Linked DNA regions of Mus musculus: region 2 is linked to region 1. The links are chromatin contacts, called in public HiChIP or PLAC-seq maps. All regions are on one chromosome and are shown on one strand. The core of a region is the stretch at or near the end of the contact, and the rest is flanking DNA. Distances in the headings are between cores, read along the strand shown.

The links. HiChIP or PLAC-seq counts read pairs in DNA pulled down with a chosen protein or histone mark.
Region 2: an H3K4me3 HiChIP or PLAC-seq map of intestinal villus epithelium shows a contact between it and region 1, with 6 read pairs. The contact joins two enhancer-like sites. A contact is called at or near these places in 3 of 39 promoter capture datasets (cranial neural crest, liver and stem cell-derived epiblast-like cells), 2 of 115 datasets of contacts at active chromatin or transcription factors (embryonic stem cells and intestinal villus epithelium) and 2 of 9 other capture datasets (adipose tissue and pancreatic islet).

What each region holds. Positions count from the first base shown.
Region 1 is chr2:128,764,686-128,770,440 of GRCm38.p6, forward strand. All of the region lies in intron 8 of Mertk (MER proto-oncogene tyrosine kinase), which reads left to right. Among named protein-coding and RNA genes, the nearest start is that of Tmem87b, 51 kb to the right of the region's middle. Within about 2 kb of position 1,281, at least 10 of the 459 cell types and tissues checked have an H3K27ac peak or open chromatin away from gene starts, as enhancers often do. A contact at or near this core is called in intestinal villus epithelium, where this site is marked.
Region 2 is chr2:128,831,807-128,838,193 of GRCm38.p6, forward strand. Tmem87b (transmembrane protein 87B) reads left to right here. Exons shown (of 19, transcript NM_001355629.1): 9 at 2,309-2,408; 10 at 5,496-5,589. Among named protein-coding and RNA genes, the nearest start is that of Tmem87b, 17 kb to the left of the region's middle. Within about 2 kb of position 1,510, at least 42 of the 459 cell types and tissues checked have an H3K27ac peak or open chromatin away from gene starts, as enhancers often do. A contact at or near this core is called in intestinal villus epithelium, where this site is marked.

The DNA of each region.
Region 1 (5,755 bases), core at 31-2,530:
CTCTGATGCTAGCTTAAGCTGTGATTGCTGTGGGTAGCGATTTTAGATCAGATGGAAGTCTCAACACAGGTTGTCGTGGTCTTGAAACAATGTGACTAGGCCAGGGTAGAGTGCTTGCCTACCATGTACCAGGACCCAGGTTTGATTCCCAGAACTAACTTCCAAACCACACACACCACATACACATACTATGTGGAACCAACTTCTTCTTTTTTAAAAATTTTTTTTAATTTTAATTTTTTAAAATTAATTAATTTATTTATTTTTGGTTTTTTTCAAGACAGGGTTTCCCTGTGTAGCCCTGGCTGTCCTGGAACTCACTCTGTAGACCAGGCTGGCCTCAAACTCAGAAATTCGCCTGCCTCTACTTCCCAAGTGCTGGGATTACAGGCGTGCGCCACCACGCCCGGCGGAACCAACTTCTTTAACATCACAGGGAAGTTGGAGCACACTTAGCATTCCCTTTGGATGTAGACCTCTGCCTCCTCCTGAGTTCACAGTGGCCATGAGAGCAGCAGAGACGTGGAGACATGTCTGCATGTTGACATGACCCCAGCTCCCTGACTCCTCCTCCTCCTCCTCCTCCTCCTCCTCCTCCTCCTCCTCCTCTTCTCTCTCTCTCTCTCTCTCTCTCTCTCTCTCTCTCTCTCTCTCTCTCTCTCTCCCTTTTCCTCCCTCCATCTCCCCACCCCTGCCCTGAGAAATAGATAAGATTCTTTTGATATGGGCCAGGGATCAATCAAGGCTGGTTCGCTTTGATTAGAGTAGAAGCTCACTCTGAAGGTAATCTCTGAGCAGGTCACTGCATTGGGAAGCCAGACAGTTTAATTTCCTCCAATGCTCTAAGGCTTGCATGTCACCATGAGACTGATGCTGGAGGAGGCCCTCAGCCATAGAGGAGGGAGACCAGAAGCATAGCACCTTGATGAACACAATCTAAGAGCCACCATTGATTGATTGATTGATTGATTTGCCAGACTGCTCACTGTTCTCTGTAGGGAACATGTTTAACTCCTACATACTGTGAAAAAGACAGACACCTCCGTTTTCACCCAAGGAAACAAGCTTAGAGGTGTTGAGTGTCTCACCCAGGGTCAGAGAGCCCAGGCCTGGAGGCTGGGGATGAGAGCACAGGCCTGGCTGTCTGTAAAGCAGGCACTTCCTCAGAACCCTCTGCTGCTTCCCAGCAGCCTTTGGCTCTCTCACACCCAGCTCCATGGTGTGGATCCTCAGTAGAAGTGATGACAGGAAGGTATATATGGGTTTATCCTCAGTGCTTATGAAGCTGAGCGAGCACCTTTAACAAGTGACCTTTGCTACTTCATGTGACACATTTTTATGTTATACTTCTTTCCTCATTGAAGTCATTGCTCTTTGGAGCTGGAAATAGGCCATGTTTTTAGATGCAGCTATCAGTTACAGGGTGTAATTCTTATACAATATTTAGTGATGTTAAAGTCATTTGATAATAATTAAAACAAAATACCACAGTTGCCCTGTCTAACCCCAAGCCACGCCCATGAGGAAAAAAAAAATTCTTTCCAAAGTTGTACTGTTACTTTCTTGTCCCCCAAAAGAGTATAATGTCACTTTTTAAAATAATTATGGGAAAGTGCATTTAAAAGCCATATGAAGTAGATTTCATTTCCTGAAATAAAATGTTAGTTGATTTTCAAGTCCTTATGTTGATGAGCAATGAAAGCTCACTAAACGAGAAATACGCAGTTGGCCCATGGCACACATTTCATGGATAAACCATTGCATGCTGGGAAATGGTTCTGCTCTGCATCCTGACAACCCCAAGACTGGATATGTACGGTAGATACTTAGTGATCCAGTCTTAAGTAGATTTCACAGTGTCCAAACTCAGACTTAAAAGGACTCGAGATTATGGGTATGAGCACATCCAAACAACAAGACTACATTACATCCTTTGGGTTTTTTCCTAGTATTGTTTCCCTGTGTTTCCCTGGCTGACCTGGAGTTCACTGGGTAGACTAAGCTGGATTCAAATTTACAAAGCTCTTGCTTCTGCTCCCGGAGTGTTGGGATTATAGGCATGAACTACCACACTACTATATTCATGTTTTGAGGTGTTTTTTTTTAAAGAATGTATGTGGGTACACATCTGTGGAAATGTGTGCCTTGTGTGTGTGCACTTGAGGAAGGAAGACAGAAGAGGATGCTGACGTGAAGCACCCATCATGGCCGCTGGGAACCAAACTCCATTCCTCTAACAGAGCAGCAAATGCTTTTAACTGCTGAACCATCTCCCCAGCCCTACGTTCATTTTGGAGTTTTTTGGTTTTTTAAACATGAGATTTAAAAAAAAAATAGATGAGGCTTTTGCCATGTGATTATATTTTCTCATTTGAGCTTTTGATATCCATCATGGTGCCCAGCTTTTAAGGTATGAATGCTTTTTAAACTACATTTGAATTACCATTTAGGGGTATGTATAGAGAAAATTGTTAAATCTGCTCTAAAATGTCTACCAGATAGCTTTCTGATCATCATGTTAGTGATATATACTTCCACCCCTAAAATGGGATAATCAATGACCTGTTTCCCAACTGCTACCAGTTGCCCTGGCAACATTGTTATCCTTTGAGAGACAGAGCAATGACAGTTATATACAGTGTCTCATTTGCCAGGCTAGACCCTGTTCCATGCACTTTACCCAGGTTAGCTCTTTGTCTATGTTAACTCCTCTTGGGACTGGAAGGTGGAAATGAAAAATAATCTCACTGCTTTTTCATAATCAGCTATAGGCCCCAGGTAAGTAGGCGTTGTAACCATCGTGGGTCTTCCATGTCTATGACTTGCACATCTGTGGAGTCCATTAATCACAGATTGAAACTGTCCAGAAATTAAAGCACGCCTCTTGGTAAGTGTTTTGTTTTCCTAGCCCAGTGTGGTTGGATGGACTGGAATGCTAGCACTGAGGTACTGTGGTTATGAAAACTGCTGTCAGTTCAAGTCCAACCTGGTCTGCATAGTGAGTGCTCAGTCAGGCAGGTCTAAATAGTGAGACTCTACCTCACTAGTTGTCTTTGTTTTCTTTAAGACAGGACCTTGCTAGGTGGCCCTGGCTGGCCTGGAAATATTAGCATCCATCCCTCCAGCCTCTGCCTTCTTCTTGCTGAAATTATATGTGCATACCACCAGCCTTGTTTTGTTTTCTTGAGGCCAGGAATATATTTGGTCCTAGAAAACATGTTCATCATGCACAAGATCATGAGATTGATCCGTAGGAAAAAAAAAAAAAAAACAAAAACCCAGTCAATAGTCCCCAAACAGTCTAACAACACTAGCAATACTATATAGCCATATTGTTAAAAACAAAGTAACTAATACAGGGGCTGTTAACACTTATCAGTTATTACACCAGTTATTACACGTTACCCAAGGATTTACACAGGCCACCGTGAGTTGGGGAAATCTCACAAGGCCCCACACCTAGATGAAGAGCTACAAGCAATTAATAGCGGCTGAGAGAGGGAGAATTAGTTTTCTCCAGGGAGGGTCCATGATAGGTGATCCAGTCCTGGGTGGTTAGCCTGCATGGGCACAGCAGATTGTATTTGTATGTGTGTGTATGAATTTGAGAGGGAGTGGGGGAGGTGATGTGAATACTGTGTCTACACACCGAGGATGGAAACCCACCCAGAGCATCCCTTAAGCTAAGTGTGTGCCCACTACTGAGCATGCACCCAGCCATTTTTGCTTGGGCACCAACCCTGTACAGATCCCAAGGGATAAATGCACTGTTACATTTATTCTCCTCCCTCACCACACCCCAAAATTCATTTCTGTTAGGATTCATATTGATCTGAGCATGTCATTTTTTTCTAGTTGGTATTTTCTTTTTACTTATAGGTAATTTCTCTTATAAATGATGGACATATGGCCTTTGAATCCTTGCAGGAAAGAACAGTGTATAGCCAGAAGTAGGCCCAGGTGTCTATTTAGCATTAGTCTGATGCTTTGAAGGGTGATCAGGCTGAGAGCTATGCTGTATACTTTTTGTCAGTGAGAAGCCAGAGTCACTCCAGGTCTCTGAGACTCGTTCAGGGTGTGGCTCAGGGTGTGCACCGTGGAGTTACACTACCTGATGATTTTCAGTACCATCTACCCCCAAATTAAATGCACAATTACAAACTAAGCCACTATCAAAATAAAACACTTTCTTTCTAAAAAGGATCAACCCAGGATATGCAACCCCACCATGACTAACTTTTCATTTGTTTGTTTAACAACAAGCAAAATCTCTGGCAAATATCATGAGCTCAGAGCTTGGGGCAGAAAGGAGGGGGGCGGAGTATCCCCACCCTTTTTTCTTTCTTTCCCTCCTTTGACTAAAGGTCACTTCCAGTTTAGACTTGGAAGCAGCTCCGGAAGGCCAGAAGGCCAAACTGGAAGGCCTCAGTTATGAATGACTGGCCTGTAGTTAAACCACTACTTATCCCCCTCTAGCTTAGACATGAATGAGACTTAGACTGTGGTTATTTTATTTAGCTTGACAATTACTGGGGGTAACCCCTAATCTATTGTTCTAACCACTGGCTTGCCTATGTCTCCAGCCATGTACCCCAAATACTTTCTGTTTCTCCTGATCATGTGCTCAAGGTTCACCTCCTCTCTTGGCGGCTTCCTCCTTTCTCCTGTCCTTTCTCCTCCTCCTCCTCCTCCTCCTCCTCCTCCTCCTCCTCCTCCTCCTCCTCCTCCTCCTCAACCTCTTTGCCACCCCCCACCAGGTAACTCAAAACCTACCTACCTCTAATCCCTTTAATTGCTTGTAGCCATTTTTATTTAACCAATATTTTTAAATTAAGGAAGAAGACTTGCACAACAAAACCTGGTGGTAAGTGTGAGAATTTTCTCTGACCAGTACCTTCCCATACAGAAGTTTGCATTACAGTACATAGCAATAGACCAAACCTTACACAGTCCTTGAAGCTGAGCTAGCTCAGTCCTGCACCATTTCTAAAATTGACTGATTTGAGACCTAGCAAACCCAAGATGAAGTTACCACCAACTACACCTCCAGTCCAGAGATGGCCTATGGTACCTGTGCCCCACATGACCTGTGATTTCTGTCTGAAGTCAAACTTCCACCATCCAGAGAATGAAGGCAGGTTTCCAGAGCCTCATTTCAGAATGACAGCGCCACAAGTGTCAATTCAAAAAGCTGGGCCCATTTTGGATTACCAATCGGTGTTTCTCCCATTCTCAGCATTCATTATGTGTGCAGTTCTTTGTGTAGGGCAGAGTCTCATCTGCTTTCCCCATTCACTTTGTCATATATATTGCTGTCAACTTTGGCCCTGAAAACATGTGTGTGTGTGTGTGTGTGTGTGTGTGTACATACATATACATATATATGTGTATATAAAATATTCTCTTTGAAGGCAACCAAGGAGGGATATATAGGAGACTTTAGAGAGAGGAAAGGGAAGGCAGAAATGTTGTAATCATAATATGATCTGAAAAAAGTAACAAAAGTAAAAAATCCAGGCCCACCTACATTTCACATAAGAGAGAGCGCAGTGACCGTGCAGGTCTGGAAAGCCCGAGGAATGTGTCAGTGTGTGTTGCGGTTACCTCTCTGCCTGGGTCTGAATGGCTCCCTGTTGCATGGCAACGGCTTTAAAACACCAGCAGTAAAAGTAAACCCAGGCCCCCAAAACTACACAGATGGAGGCTGGAGAGAAGTCTGAGCAGTTAAGAGCACTGACTGCTCCTCCAGAGGACC
Region 2 (6,387 bases), core at 260-2,759, 67 kb after region 1:
CACTTACTAAGAAAGAAAGCATTCAGTACCCATGTAAGAGCCACATGTGGCTGCACACATACTTACAACTCCAGCCTTGGGGGCGGGGGAGTCCATGGAGCTTGCTAGCTAGCAGTCTAGCTGCAGGGTCAGTAAGAGACTGTCTCAGGGGAATGAGGTGGAGAGCAATAAATCAGGACACCAGTGTCGTCTGGTGCATAAGCATGTGCACTGCACAGAGTGACAGTTTAGAGTAGCACCCTGATCATCCGAGCTAGAACATGTGCTCTCTCCTTTTTTTTCTTTCTAATTTTCCTTTTTGGAAAAAGAAAATTTCCCATTCTCTAATTATATTAAAACAATACCAAGATATGGGTAAGGGCACCTTAAGTGTCGCCAGTGATTTTAATATTTTACTTTTCTGAGTTTTGTTTTTTTCTCTCCTTGGAAAAAAGAAAAGAAAGGCTCTTGAGCCCCAGAGAGTAAGTCTGTGGTATCTGTAGTCTGTGCTCTCCTCTTCTCTTCACCCTGCAAAAGCTTCCTATGATCAAAGGAGGTCCTACCATGGTTTGCACAGTGGGATGCTTGAAGCTGGCTAGGCTGCTGTTTCAGATATGTGCGTTGGCTTGGAGAAGATAGAGACAAACGGGTCACAGGAGTGAGCACTTGGTCTTACCACTGACACTTTGAAGATTTCAAAGGGGTAAAAATGTCCTTTTGAATGCAGTTACAAATGAGTTTGGCATCAATTATTAACAGGCATAGTGATGCTAGCCAACTCTAGGGAAAAAAACTGAATTGAAATATACATGCCACTTTGGACTCATGTTGCTATTTATTGGAGCTGAGTGGTGGATTCATAGTAATTTATCACACTAATTTCTCTCTGTTGAGGAATGTTTGAAATTTCTGAAAAAAGCATATCTACAAAAGACTAAACAAAGGCCAACATGGAGGACTACGTGGTAGAGCTGTTCCTGCTATATATGGCTTGTGTATACATGCACAGAGATGTTTGCATATGTGCTCTAAGTCAGATATCGAAGTGCTGGGGGTGTATCCCAGTGGTGGTAAATTGCCTAGCTTACATAGGCCCTGGACTCCTTCCCAAGTACTGTCAGGGTCAGGGGGAGGTCGTATAAGATGATAAAGCATTAGGGTTGGAACAGGACTGAGTGTCAGAGAAGGTAGCTCATCCCCTTTCTGTTCTGGGAAGGATCTCTTACCTAGAGAGAGCAAGGGTGGTATGGACTGAAGAATAGCAAAACCCAGAGGTCTATGAAGAAATGAAATACCACTTGGGGCCATCAGAGAATCCAAGTCCTTCATCTGAGGTGTCATCAAAGGGGTTAGCAAAGAAACTATGAGTCACTGTCAGTATGTTTGAAGAGTCCTACAAAGCCCATGTACTAAACATTTTTGACTTTGCACACCACATGATCTCTGATGACTCAGCTCTGACCTGAGTAAAACACAGCCACAGACAACAATAAGCAAGTAAGCATGTCTGTGTTATGATAAAACTTGGCTTACAGAAATATGCAAGGACAGATTTCAACATCAAGTCTGGACTCCATAACAGAGTCCCCAGAGCCACGAGTGCTCCTGGTCTCTCTGTTTTATACTCCGACATTGCACTCTACTGCATATACACTGTGCTTTCCTCTCTTTTTGTGCTTCCCAAGGGCTATATTTGCCCTTTTCTTCCTCCACATATATCCACTTAGTCTGTAAATCCTCATTTCCAGACCAGTTATGTGCCCCCCAGATGTGTATTAGGTTGCTCTTTCTCCTAGTCCCAGGGTTACTGTGTCACATGCAGCCCTCCCCGTGCTGAGTTGTGTCTGCTTACATGTCCTAGCCAGAGTTCAAAGTCTATGCAGATAGAGCTCAAGGTGCCTCTCATATATATAGCAGGAGCACAATGAATACTTGCATTTCTTTTTATGGGTTAGAGTTTGAACCCAGCGCCTTGTGCATTCTAGACCAGTACTGTAAGTATACATCTTAAGTGAATAAATGACAAAGGTACTAGAAAAAAGAGAACTTCAGAGGGCATGATGGCTTTCAGATATTTGCTGTACATGAAGAGGGATGTAGCTGGAGGGGAGCTCTGATAGGTTTCAGGTTGACATAAGAAAACTGCCCAATAGAGCTAGCTGATCACACCTGTGGTGAGTCCTCAGGAGGTAGTGTTGCCTTTCACTGAGGCCTGGAATATCAGTTGATGTCAATGTTGATGCACAGTAATTTTTTAGCGTGTGTCAATGTCACTGTACAGGTCTTCAAGAGTACACACAACCAGTTGTTTTCTTTTCTTGTTCCTCAGCTCAAGGTTTACTGATATTTGCAGAGCTGATATCTGCAGTTAAGAGGACATTGGCTCGCCTGCTTGTGATCATTGTGAGCTTGGGTTATGGCATTGTGAAGTAAGTATTGCTGTGATGAACAGCTCTCGACAACTCTCCAGTCTAGTGCTTCAGCTCATGTGTACCAGGACCTCTGTGGAACTGGGGGCTTGTCAGTTGCTACCTGAATCCCCAAGGGGAAACTCTGCGGGAACATGGGTTTAAAAAAAAAACTTGAATGGACTAGCCATTTTATATTGTCTCCAAATGAAGATCCGGAATTGAATCCCTGTAGCCAAGGTGTCCTGAGCATCCTAAGTGTGGAGATTATAAGCATTGCCACCACACCTTAACTTTAGTGGTCTATGTCTTACTGTAAAGGTGCAGCAAATCCAGACCCAGAGTTTGGAACCGTAATAACTAGAGACCACCATTTATTTTCTAGTGGACATTCCATCCTCTTTTGCCCTACAGACCACAAGGCCATGAAGTTCTGGACACCCTGTTCTAACATGAGGTCTACTAAGAGAGCTCCATAAAAGGTCCAGAAACTGAGAGAGTGAAGGCAGGGGGATTGGTCACACCACACTGCATCTTCCCTTCTCAGGACCCCATTTACCTCTGTCTTGATTTCTCTGTTTCAACAAGCTTGCAGAAGAGGCTTGGGGCTGATATAAGAACCACACATTGAATAAGGTGTACCTAGGTATGCAAGAAACATGGGATGGGCCCAACTTGCAGGGATTCCACTGGTAACAGTGATGGTAATAGCAGGAGACCAGTGCTCCTAGCCATCCAGGTGACGATACTGTTACTGTCATAAAGCAATCTGAGGGATGTACCTAGAGATGAACTCAGTGCTTGGGAGGGCTGTATCCCACAGGGACACCTATCCTTCTTTTGTGGGTGACCTCTGGTAGGTGAAGGTAGTCACCATCTGGGTCACTCTAATCTACAGGATTCATTAGTGGGCTGTAGAATTGCCCTGCTCAGGGAACCAGGAGGGGTCATGCACTCCCAGAGTAGTCCTCCCACCTGAGACTAACCATACCACTCAGCAAGGCACAGGCAGCTTGGGAGAGGTGAGAGGAAGGACATTTTGAAGTCAGCTGGTCTCTTTGCACAGTAGTGCGATTGTTTGGCAGGTGCTTTAAGTGCATGTCTAAGGATATTTTCAAGTTAACCTAGGATCACTGGGGAAGCAGCATTGATGTTAGCTAATATAAAAAATACTAGGAGAAATTTAGGAGCTCTAAAGTGTCCACGGCAAGAGCAGAGGTAGAAGAGTGGTACTAAGTGTGGCTGCAAGGATCTGCATTCCTTAGGCCTTCTTTTTGCGTCTCACTGTGTTTGAGAGCACAGCTAGAGCCAAGATGTCAGGCTTCCAGGCTCTTCATGAAGGGGAGACAGGGGAGAAGTGAAAATGAGTGATGGCGTTGGGTCGACTCTGGAATCCAGATGATTTTGATGTAGCTGGTGTTTCATTCACAAGGGCAGTAGAGACTGTTTGGAAATTGCTATCTAAGCCCAGATGCAAACATGGAAACCAAGCTATGTCTTTGAATTACAGATCTTCCTTTATAACTGTCATAATTGTGATCTGCCACTCCCTGTGGTGTAAGGAAGATTCTGGCCCCCATGAGGACTATAAGTTTTATTTCAATTTAAACTCCAATTTCTCACATATTATTGGCTAATTTAACTCATACATGTCTTGGAGTTCTGGTCACTTTTGTAAATGTTTTTTATTCAACTTCATTTCTAATTGAATGTGGCAGGTGCATACAAACAATGCTACAGAGTAAAGATTAGCCAAGTTGCTTACCTCTGAGTGGTGCTGAAAGCCAGCCTGTGATTTTGTTGGCTTTCTGGTAGGGGCTCTTTATTCACAGTTTGCTCTGCCCAGATCTTTCCATTCTAAAGGCAGGAAGGTAGGCAGGATCTGTGCTTCTCAGCAGCTTGGGTTTCCTGGAGGGTTCTGTTACATAGAGCATTCTGAAGGTAATGAGAGTGCTCTTCTCCCTAAATGCGTTGGGTTATTGCTAGCTATAAATGGTTTTTTCCCCTAGTTTTTGACAATAATGGTAAAGCTGCCATAAGTGCTGTCAAACAAGCTTTTAGGTAGACATGTTCTGTTTTTCTTGAAAAAATGTTGTGGAGTAGACTTGTTAGGTCCTAGCTAGGTCTGTCGACACCTGTATTCCTAGCACTTAGGACATGGAGTCCAAAGGATCTCTAGTTCAAGGCCAGCCTGGGCTGCATTCCAAGCCCTTCCTTGCCTGAACCTGAAGGGGGCCACCACCCTGATCTCCTTTTCCACACCCAACACTTAGCTCCTTGCCTTAGATTTTGTTTTAACATGACTTTCTTAGATAGGTTTTCAAAGCCATTTTTTTCCTTCTAATTACTCTGAGAAGTGGGTTTTTAAAGTATTTTAAAATGTATGTGCAATCAATTCTGATTTGTAGATCTCATCTATATTCAGATTGTTAATTGTAAAGGAAAATATATTTTCCCCTACTTATCATTTATAAGACTCAAAACTTTTTTTTTTCTTTTTTTTTTGATTTTTTGAGACAGGGTTTCTCTGTGTAGTCCCGGCTGTCCCTCGAACTCAGAAATCCGCCTGCCTCTGCCTCCCAAGTGCTGGTATTAAAGGCTTGCGCCACCACGCCTGGCCAAAACTATTACTTTTAAGTTTAAAGATTAAAAACCAAATTATGTTATCAGCCCTGCTCTGAGAGGCAGGAAACTAGAGAGAGGGTGCTGGTGTCCTTATGTTCATCCTGCTCTGTGCCGGTCACAAGGAGAGTCGGCCTCTCTAAGGCGGTGCTTTGTGTGGTTTCCAGTTAATAGAAGTTATAACCTCTATCAGCCCCTAGAAGCTGGTAGATCTCTTCCTAGGCTTACCACCCCATTCCTCCATACTAATTTCAAATCCTCTGGCACCTTTGTGGCCAGCCACACAGTTTCTTCACTGGCACCTGTACAGGTTCAGGTCCTAGAGGGCAGACTGGGTGGGTATTCCTGGCTTCTGATTGTGTCCTGTGAAATAGAACTCAAGCACTGCCATTCGACAGATCGGTGTATTGATCCCTTGGATTCTGTGTTCAGATGCACTCTGCTTACGAATGCTCTCTCCCCGCCTCCCCTTCTTGCTTACTCCAGGCCTCGCTTAGGAACAGTGATGCACCGGGTGATTGGACTGGGACTGCTTTACTTGATCTTTGCAGCCATTGAAGGCGTCATGAGAGTCATCGGGGTAAAAACCACATTAACTCACTCACCCCTTTTGTTGCTGTGGAATACTATCATACTTTGTCTCTTCATTTTTCTTTGTTTTTAAAGATAAAAGCATATGGAAAAGTCCAATCTGAGCTTTTTTTAGATGGAATAGGCTGCCTTTTTTTCATACTTTGTAAAGGGTGAGCCCGGCAGAGTACTTCCTAAAAGGGCTGATGGTGAAAGCGCTATTGATGTTGCTTTTGGAGGCAGCTCTATGCACAAGTGTCTGCTCATCAGGGACATATGTCTCTGCCCTTACATCGTTTATGCAGACATATCTTCCTTAATCCTGGGCTTAGAAGCGGATCAGATGAGCAGGATAGAAACGGATTACATAGGCAGGAAGGTATAAACTCTTCACTGGGATGCGCAGCCGGCCTCTTCTCATCACCTCTAACTTCACTCTGACTGTACTTGCTGTCTGGGGAGTCAGCAAGGTCCACTGCTGGAAGAACCAGGAGAAGGTCACGTTCAGGGAAGACTCTGATCATGTGGGCAGCAACACTTGGTCATCTGAGGAAGTGTTGGTATTTTCATCTCTGAAAACCTCTAAGGAAAAAAAAGCAAAGCAAGCCAAAAACTCCATGAAAGGAGTGTGGGTTCTTCTTAGGAATTCCATAGAGGGCCAAGTGCTTAAGGAGCTAGTATATTTGTCTGATCCAAAGAATCTTGCATTTTATCCAAAACATACTTGAATTCAGTGGGAAGGTCAGATCATTGTGCACAGAGCAGTTAATCTGTGTGTTGTCACTAAGTTCACCTCACATAATTTTGT